2 separate regions of the Mus musculus genome follow, and region 1 is linked to region 2. A link is a contact called in public Hi-C data. All regions are on one chromosome and are shown on one strand. The core of a region is the stretch at or near the end of the contact, and the rest is flanking DNA. Distances in the headings are between cores, read along the strand shown. Region 1 overlaps Ntrk2 (neurotrophic tyrosine kinase, receptor, type 2). Region 2 has its middle 28 kb from the start of Slc28a3.

Region 1 (3,589 bases), core at 748-3,247, 230 kb after region 2:
ATTTCTGCTGCCATCATGGGGTGGCTGGCGAAGGTGGGCTCTCGCTAGTCTTTGTGGTGAGAGTTAATCCCGTTTCACTGGTGGTATTTTTGATGACTATAAGGGAAGGGTGGGAAGAAGTCTGAATCACAGCCTGAGAGTCCCGTTCATCACGATGTCGATAGCTTTCCTACACAGAGTGAGCATGGCCGTCCTGATGTCCCTTAGTGGTGTGTACCTCACTCAAGCTTAGCTTTCTCGGGATGCTTTAGGGCGCAGGGAATGAAGAAGACCGAGAGAAGTCAAAATACAAACAAAAACAGCCCAAAATTCTCTGTACTAATGATTTGCAAAGCTTGAATCAGACCACCTGGGCAGTCTGTGTTCTTATCCCAAGTTCTGAACATGAGAAACCATTGCCCGGTGTCAGACACTGCTTTTTCCAGAGCAGGGAGGGACAGCTGGAGGAACAGCTATGGCACTCTGGCCCAGTGCACCACGTATAAGATCTGAGGGCGTGAGGTCGGAACCAGAGAGACCCAACAACCCAAGGTCCCCATACAATGTCTTTAGACCATGGTCACTGACTCCAGGGACCCACCCAGGGTGATGTGTGGAGTGATAACTGCTATCTGATCCTTAGGCGTCCACAAGACTAGTGCCTTCCACAGATATTAGCTTCTGGAGACCTGGGCTGGTTTAGGAAAGGGAGAAAAACCCTTTCCCAGGCTCCAGGCACTGCACTCTGCCATCTTGGATCCAGCCTTTCAGAAGTGAACCTCGCTTCCCTATGTAAGCTTTCTAGAATCTTCCCTTTAAGGAGGTCATATAGCCATTGTGTATTTCTTAGAAAGGGTGGGTGAGGATGAACTCCTTCTGATGTCTAAAGTTGTTCCCTTTCTCTACTCCTTTTTGGAGTGGCGCACAGGTAGATGTCATATGTCACAGACATGTCATTGTAAGCAGAACCAACCTCATGGTTTTGTATTATCATTTGCAGCAAAATATGCAGAGATATTTTGCTCTCAGTATTTGGGTACCTAGTGATTGCTTTGTTTTATTGAAGAATTCTTGTGCGTGATTCCCACTTTTGACTCCAGTAAAATGTTGCAAGGTGTAAACCAGGATTTCCTTATCCTTCCTTTGTGCACTAAACCTTTGAGGGCCCTGCTGAACTGTGGGTGCGAGGTAAAGGATTCGGGAAGAGGCCCATGATCCTAAGTAGCTAGTGAGCTCCTGACATGGCTGGTTCATGGACCACTCTTTGAGTGGAGAGGATGTTTTGTAAGGATCGATTAGAGGAACTATTCAAACATTCTTCCAGAGCACTCCACTAGGTCCTCAAGGATAGCAGATCGTAGTAACAATTAAAGTGCAGACTAGACCGTGCTCTGACAGGCATTCTTCTTGGGTTTGGCAACAAGTAGAATGGATTTGGTAGATGGTTATAAAGGTTTTAGAAAGGGAAGGAGATGGAGACCATGGCCACATACACACACATCTACAGCACGGGGTCAGCAGAGGGGTCTCCAGTGGCTGTGGTGTATCCTATTCAGCTTACAGGCCTGAAATAAAGATGAACTAGATCCCCCAGTGGCTCTTGCTGGAATTCAATCCTACATGCAGAAAAGCTCTCCACAAGCAGGCAGATGTTCATGGTGACAGTCGTGAGACCAGAAGCAAGCATGGGCTTCTTTTTCAGGGAGGCCCTGAAATGATCACTAAGAGCTGAAAAATAAACTAGTTTTTTGCCACAAGGCAGGGATTTGGACCTGTCATGACTAGCTTCTGACCAAATAGAGCAAATTTGGAGAACTCTAAGGGCCAGATGTTTCTTAAGCGTGAGCACTCTGACTGGGGTCAGATGGTCCCATCCACGTCAGCACACCAGCAATTCAATATGTCCGCCTTGGAGCAGACCGACAAGAACTCGATGATGACACTCTTATTTTGAAGCTTGTGATTCTTTAGGCGTTGCAGAGAGTGTCTCTCTGGCCCACTCATCCAGGAAGACTGTCACAGCTCCAGGATGCTCATTCACACAGCAGTGGGAGTTGGTGACTTCTGCTCCCTTATTCAGAAGCAGTTGTCTCCTATGCAAAAACTCGCGTCAGGGACAAACTATAAATATCGGAAGTGTTTTCCCACAGTTTCTCCCAGTGCTGTTTTGTCAAAAGATTCATGATGTGGGGTGAACTGGCGCTCTCTCTGCTGCACTTAGAAAGGCCCCAAAGTAGCAGATCTAGGGACGGAGTGTTCAAGTCAAGGAACACAGCGAGAGTAAATTTCTCCTGGAGTTCCACAGAAGAGTAGAATGTGAAGCCCATGCTGTTTCAATCACCAGGACCTGTTCCTTGTCCTGGGGCTAAAACTACAGAGCCATAGATTCTTTCTTGCCTTGAGAAACCAAGGAGAAGATGGTTTGGGCACAAGCCTTAGATAACCAGAGTAATTAAGATTCATCCTTACAGTTCTTCTAATCTCCAGAGTACTAAGGTTAATTGGTTACACCTTCCTCGCTCATCCTTGGGAAGACTCCATTCTAACAGGAAAGAAGAGACTCAAAGCTCTCAGCAAATTGGTGGCTGTCAGACTCTGGGCTTAGTCTCCTCGTCCCCCTCCGAGGGGGCAGCCTGGCCAGCAGAGGCTGCTGGCCACATGTCAGAAGCATGCTGATCCAAAGCCAGGACTGTCCACTAGAGAAGAAGGAATATGCAATTTGCTCTTCCTACTGCAAGGGTTTCTTTGGGATCGTTTTAAAGATCCTGGAATCTGCAAGATAACACTGAAGGAAAAGACTAGTTTGAGGAGTATTTGAGGGGTTGGAGGCTAGAGGATGGCTCAGCAAGCAGGTCAGTCCTCAGCACCTACAGTGTGGCTCACAACCATCTGTCATGCCAGTTTCAGGGGATACGAGGCTCTCCTCTCACCTCCTCAAGCACCATGGGTGAGGTGCACAGACATGCATGTAGGGCAAACAGTAAGACACGTAAAATAAATCAATCTTAGAAATTAAGACATTAGCGAGCTTAAAAAAAAAAAAAAAAAGAAAGAGACACGTCTCCCCACCCCCACCATTGCTTTTCTCTTGGCGGCAAACCATGACTGTGTCCGTGCCACCTCTGTTTGCCTTGTGTTATTCTCTTACCCTCTGACTGTGTCTCTACGGAGCTCTTCTTGCAGCTTAACAGGTCATCATAATCTATTCAGGCTGATCTCCAGAAGTGCAAAGATTTGCCCATGAGGCGTGGTTGATACTGGAAGTTAAGATTGAGCTGAGAGTGCTGGTGTGCACACCTGTAATTCTAGTGTTGAGAGCCGGAGGTTGTAGGGTCACCGCAAGTGTGAAGCCAGCCTGGGTGAGACCCTTCTTCAAAAACAAAGCAAAGCAAAGCAAAGCAAACAACAAGAGCAGAAACCCAAAGGGGGAAATGATAATCTAAAGGAGAAAGAGAGAGAGAGAGAGAGAGAGAGAGAGAGAGTGAGAAAGAGAGAGAGACAGACAGACAGACAGAGAGAGACAGAGACAGAGAGAGAGAGACAGAGAGAGAGACAGAGATAGACAGAGAGGTTATTTAATGTGGAATGGAGGTGTTGGTAAGAACTTTAG
Region 2 (3,597 bases), core at 530-3,029:
AGACCAGGTTGGCCTCGAACTCAGAAATCCGCCTGCCTCTGCCTCCCGAGTGATGGGCGTGCACCACCACGCCCGGCTTTTCAAATTCTATCTTTTCCTGGAGGAGGCAGGTGCCTCCGGAAGGGAAGAAGCCTGACCTGTGATGACTCGAAAAGACCACTTGGTGGCAGTGTTTCACTTTGTTTGACGCAGGGCGCCGGACTCCACTACAGTGAAACCTCTTCTGGGAATGTTTTTGGACCATCCCTCAAGTTTCAATTTATGGATATTAGACAAAGATGCAAAATAAGACCCTGAGTGGAAAATAATGGCTGTAACTGATACCTTCTGGCTCCTGATTGTCTTCTTTCCTCCTTACAGTCAAGAGTCAGAGGGAGAAGCCGGGCTCTTGGGGACTGCATACTATGTGAAAGCCCAGGAGGGAAAAGCAAAATTGTATCAACAGGGCAAGCATGCTCAGAAAGGGCGTGAGGCCCCAGAGCCCAAGCAAGTAACCTGCACTGTGGACAGCTGGGGGGATTAATCATAGCCACCTGAATGAGGCTCTGATCTTTTGCAGGTAGCTCCCCAAGGGCAGTTATGAATACAGTCACAAATAACAAACTTACTTTAAATGTTAATGAGATTTTATTTATTTATTTATTTATTTATTTATTTATTTATTATAACTTGATTGTGTGGTTCTCAAGTGTGAATTTCTCAATGATAATGCTATGTGGTTATGCAGTCTCAGAGACAAGACCAGCCACCCAGCCAGGAGTGGTGGTGCACACTTTTAATTCCAATACTCTGGAGGCAGATGTAGGAGGATCTTTGTGAATACCAGATCAGCCAGAGATACACAGGGAGAAGAACATGTCTCCAAAGGAGAAAAAAAGTGTATATATAAAAAGTATATATCTTTAGGATACATATGTGTGTGTGTATATATATATATTTTTTTCTTTAAATGAATTTTGTGTGCCCCTGAGCCACATTCCCAAGATACACATGATGTATATGCAAACATTCTAAACGCAGAAAGGAAGAAAGAAAGAAAGAAAGAAAGAAAGAAAGAAAGGAAGGAAGGAAGAAAGAAAGGAAGAAAAGCATGCTGGTCCCAAAAACTTCAGATAAAGGTTACTCCACCCTCTGGAGTCTGGGTGGAGATCTCTAAGCTCATGTCTCCCCAGTCCTGGGCAGGATAAAGATGGCTGTGTGTGGTTTCCTTAGACTGAGCTGTGGTACCCAAGCTGACTGGAAACTGGAAATAGAGGCTTGTCACCATCTACCTATTGCTCATGCTCACATTTCTCCAGGCTTGTCTCAAAGATGTCTTTTTATGTTTTGTTTTATGTCTAGACTTTGATGTCATTTCCTGATTTCTCCCAATGCAGGCAGCTGCAGAAGTGTCCTGATGGGATTGGGCATTTAAACATAGCAGGAGACAGGTTTCTCTCTTTTTAAAGCACCAAACAAATACCAAGCCTGAGAAGCAGAACAATAGAAATCCTTATAGATCTTGAGCTGGAGAGTCCTGAAGGATACTTAGTTACTGTTTCCAGTAATGAACAAGACAATTATACCGTTTCCGCAGACTCTGCTGTGGTCCCCTAGGGAGGCTGCAGATTGAGACTAAATGTTCATTAGTTCTCTGGTGCTTGGGCTTAGGCCAGGGTCCTCCAGCAATGAAAAGCAGAAAGGAGTTCTTGTGGACCCAGTTCCACTACTGTCTCTGCAGCCCTATTCACTGTGTCCATGTCGTGGGCTGCTCATGGATGCTCCAGCAGATGGCGCATACTTATGAACAGTCCAATTTTCTTCCTAATGGGCTCATGCCAGCTCTGCTTGCTGACACGGCACACAATTTAACAGAGCATTAGAGATGGAGTTATTGGACTGGTGAGATTGCCACCTGGCCTGATGACCTGAATTCTACCCCTGAGACGCACATGATAGAATAAAAGCACTGACCCTGACAGTTGTCCCTTGACCTCCACAGATGTGCCACGTCATCCACGCACACACTCACACGCTCATGTGTGTGTGCACATACACACTCATAACAAATTAATGTAAAAATGAATGGTGCCACATTCACTATTTTTAGAAAGGATTTATTTTTATTTTATGTGTATGAATGCTTTGCCTGCCTGTATCTGTAGCTCATGCATGCAGTACCCATGTATACCAGAAAAGGGCATCAGATACAACCCTGAAGTTGCAGATGGTTGCCTGCCAGCTGCGGCGTGGGTGCTCAGAACCCTGTAGGAGCAGTCAGCGTCTCAGATTATAGAGTTGATGTCTTTCCCCCTTTGTTGCTTCTCTGTAGCAGGGGAGGGTTCACAAGCACGGAGTCCATCATTTGGGTGACGTCTAGATTGAAGGTCAAATTGTAAAAAGCCAGGCATTAGCAGTGCGCAGGTAGGCTCCTTCTAGAATGAAGTTCAAAGGTGCTTTCGATTAGAAAGTACAGTGCCTGGGGCTGGCGAGATGGCTTAGCAAGTAAGAGCACTGACTGCTCTTCCAAAGGTTCCGAGTTCAAATCCCAGCAGCCACGTGGGGGCTCACAACTATGGTCCATCAGTTGTAATTTCTGAAACTGCTGATAATTCTGGGGGGGGGGTCTTCGTTGAAATGTGCGTATAGGGTGTGTGAATGTATATTGGGGTATATGGCACATTTATGTGCTTTTTCTTTCTTCTCCCTTCCTTCCTTCCTTCCTTCCTTCCTTCCTTCCTTCCTTCCTTCCTTCCTTCCTTCCTTCCTTCCTTGTTTATTTATTATATGGAAGTATACTGTAGCTGTCTTCAGATACCCCAGAAGAGGGCGTTAGATCTCATTACAGATGGTCGTGAGTCACAATGCCGGTGCTGGGATTTGAACTCAGGACCTCTGAAAGAGCAGCCAGTGCTCTTAACCACTGAGCCATCTCTCCAGCCCTGGTTCCTTTCTTTATAGATCTGTGAACGTTTTGAGATGTTTTAAACATAAAGGAGAGGTTTTAAAAACTTGCAGTCTGCATGCCTCCTCTCTCCAGTTTAGTGTTCTCTTTAGAATAATTCTGAGCTTTCATTTTGAGAGAGAGAGAGAGAGAGAGAGAGAGAGAGAGAGAGAATCTTAAATGTTGTTGGCAGCGCTGCAGCTGCCGGTGGCCACTGGAGGGCGCAGTTGAACACAAATTGTTTTCCATCCCCCCCCACCCAACTGTGGCCTCAACCCGGGCCACAGGCTAGTCTACCTACACAGCAGCAGCCTGACAAAGGAAGGTCTCTGGGTCTCACTCGGTAAAGGGAGGTCCTGGGTGGGTTCTTGGGAGTATTTCTCGGATGTTCTCCTTCAGGTTGGCCCCAACAGTGGCTCAGGAGTCTCCATTAAATCTCTTGCTCTTGAGGTCCGTAAGCACAGATCTCTCTCGTCTCTCTCATCTCTCTCTCTTGTCTCTCTGATATCTCTCTCTCCTTCCCTAACCCCTTCCTCCCTCCTACACACACACACACACACACACACACACACACACACACACACACACACATTATCTTTCTCTGATACTATGGGACACGCAGGTGTGTTAACATCATAATTTTGTCGCGTTGGTTCTCTTTACCTCTATGTGGT

The links. Hi-C and Micro-C count contacts between places; a contact is called where the count stands out from the background.
Region 1: a contact with region 2 is called in a Hi-C map of cerebellum, with 2.3 times the contacts expected there. The contact joins two enhancer-like sites. A contact is called at or near these places in 3 of 484 Hi-C or Micro-C datasets (cerebellum, cerebral cortex and cortical neurons).

The regions. Positions count from the first base shown.
Region 1 is chr13:58,864,369-58,867,957 of GRCm38.p6, forward strand. All of the region lies in intron 9 of Ntrk2 (neurotrophic tyrosine kinase, receptor, type 2), which reads left to right. Among named protein-coding and RNA genes, the nearest start is that of Ntrk2, 58 kb to the left of the region's middle. Within about 2 kb of position 1,998, at least 7 of the 459 cell types and tissues checked have an H3K27ac peak or open chromatin away from gene starts, as enhancers often do. A contact at or near this core is called in cerebellum, where this site is marked.
Region 2 is chr13:58,637,377-58,640,973 of GRCm38.p6, forward strand. No RefSeq gene overlaps it. Among named protein-coding and RNA genes, the nearest start is that of Slc28a3, 28 kb to the left of the region's middle. Within about 2 kb of position 1,780, at least 13 of the 459 cell types and tissues checked have an H3K27ac peak or open chromatin away from gene starts, as enhancers often do. A contact at or near this core is called in cerebellum, where this site is marked.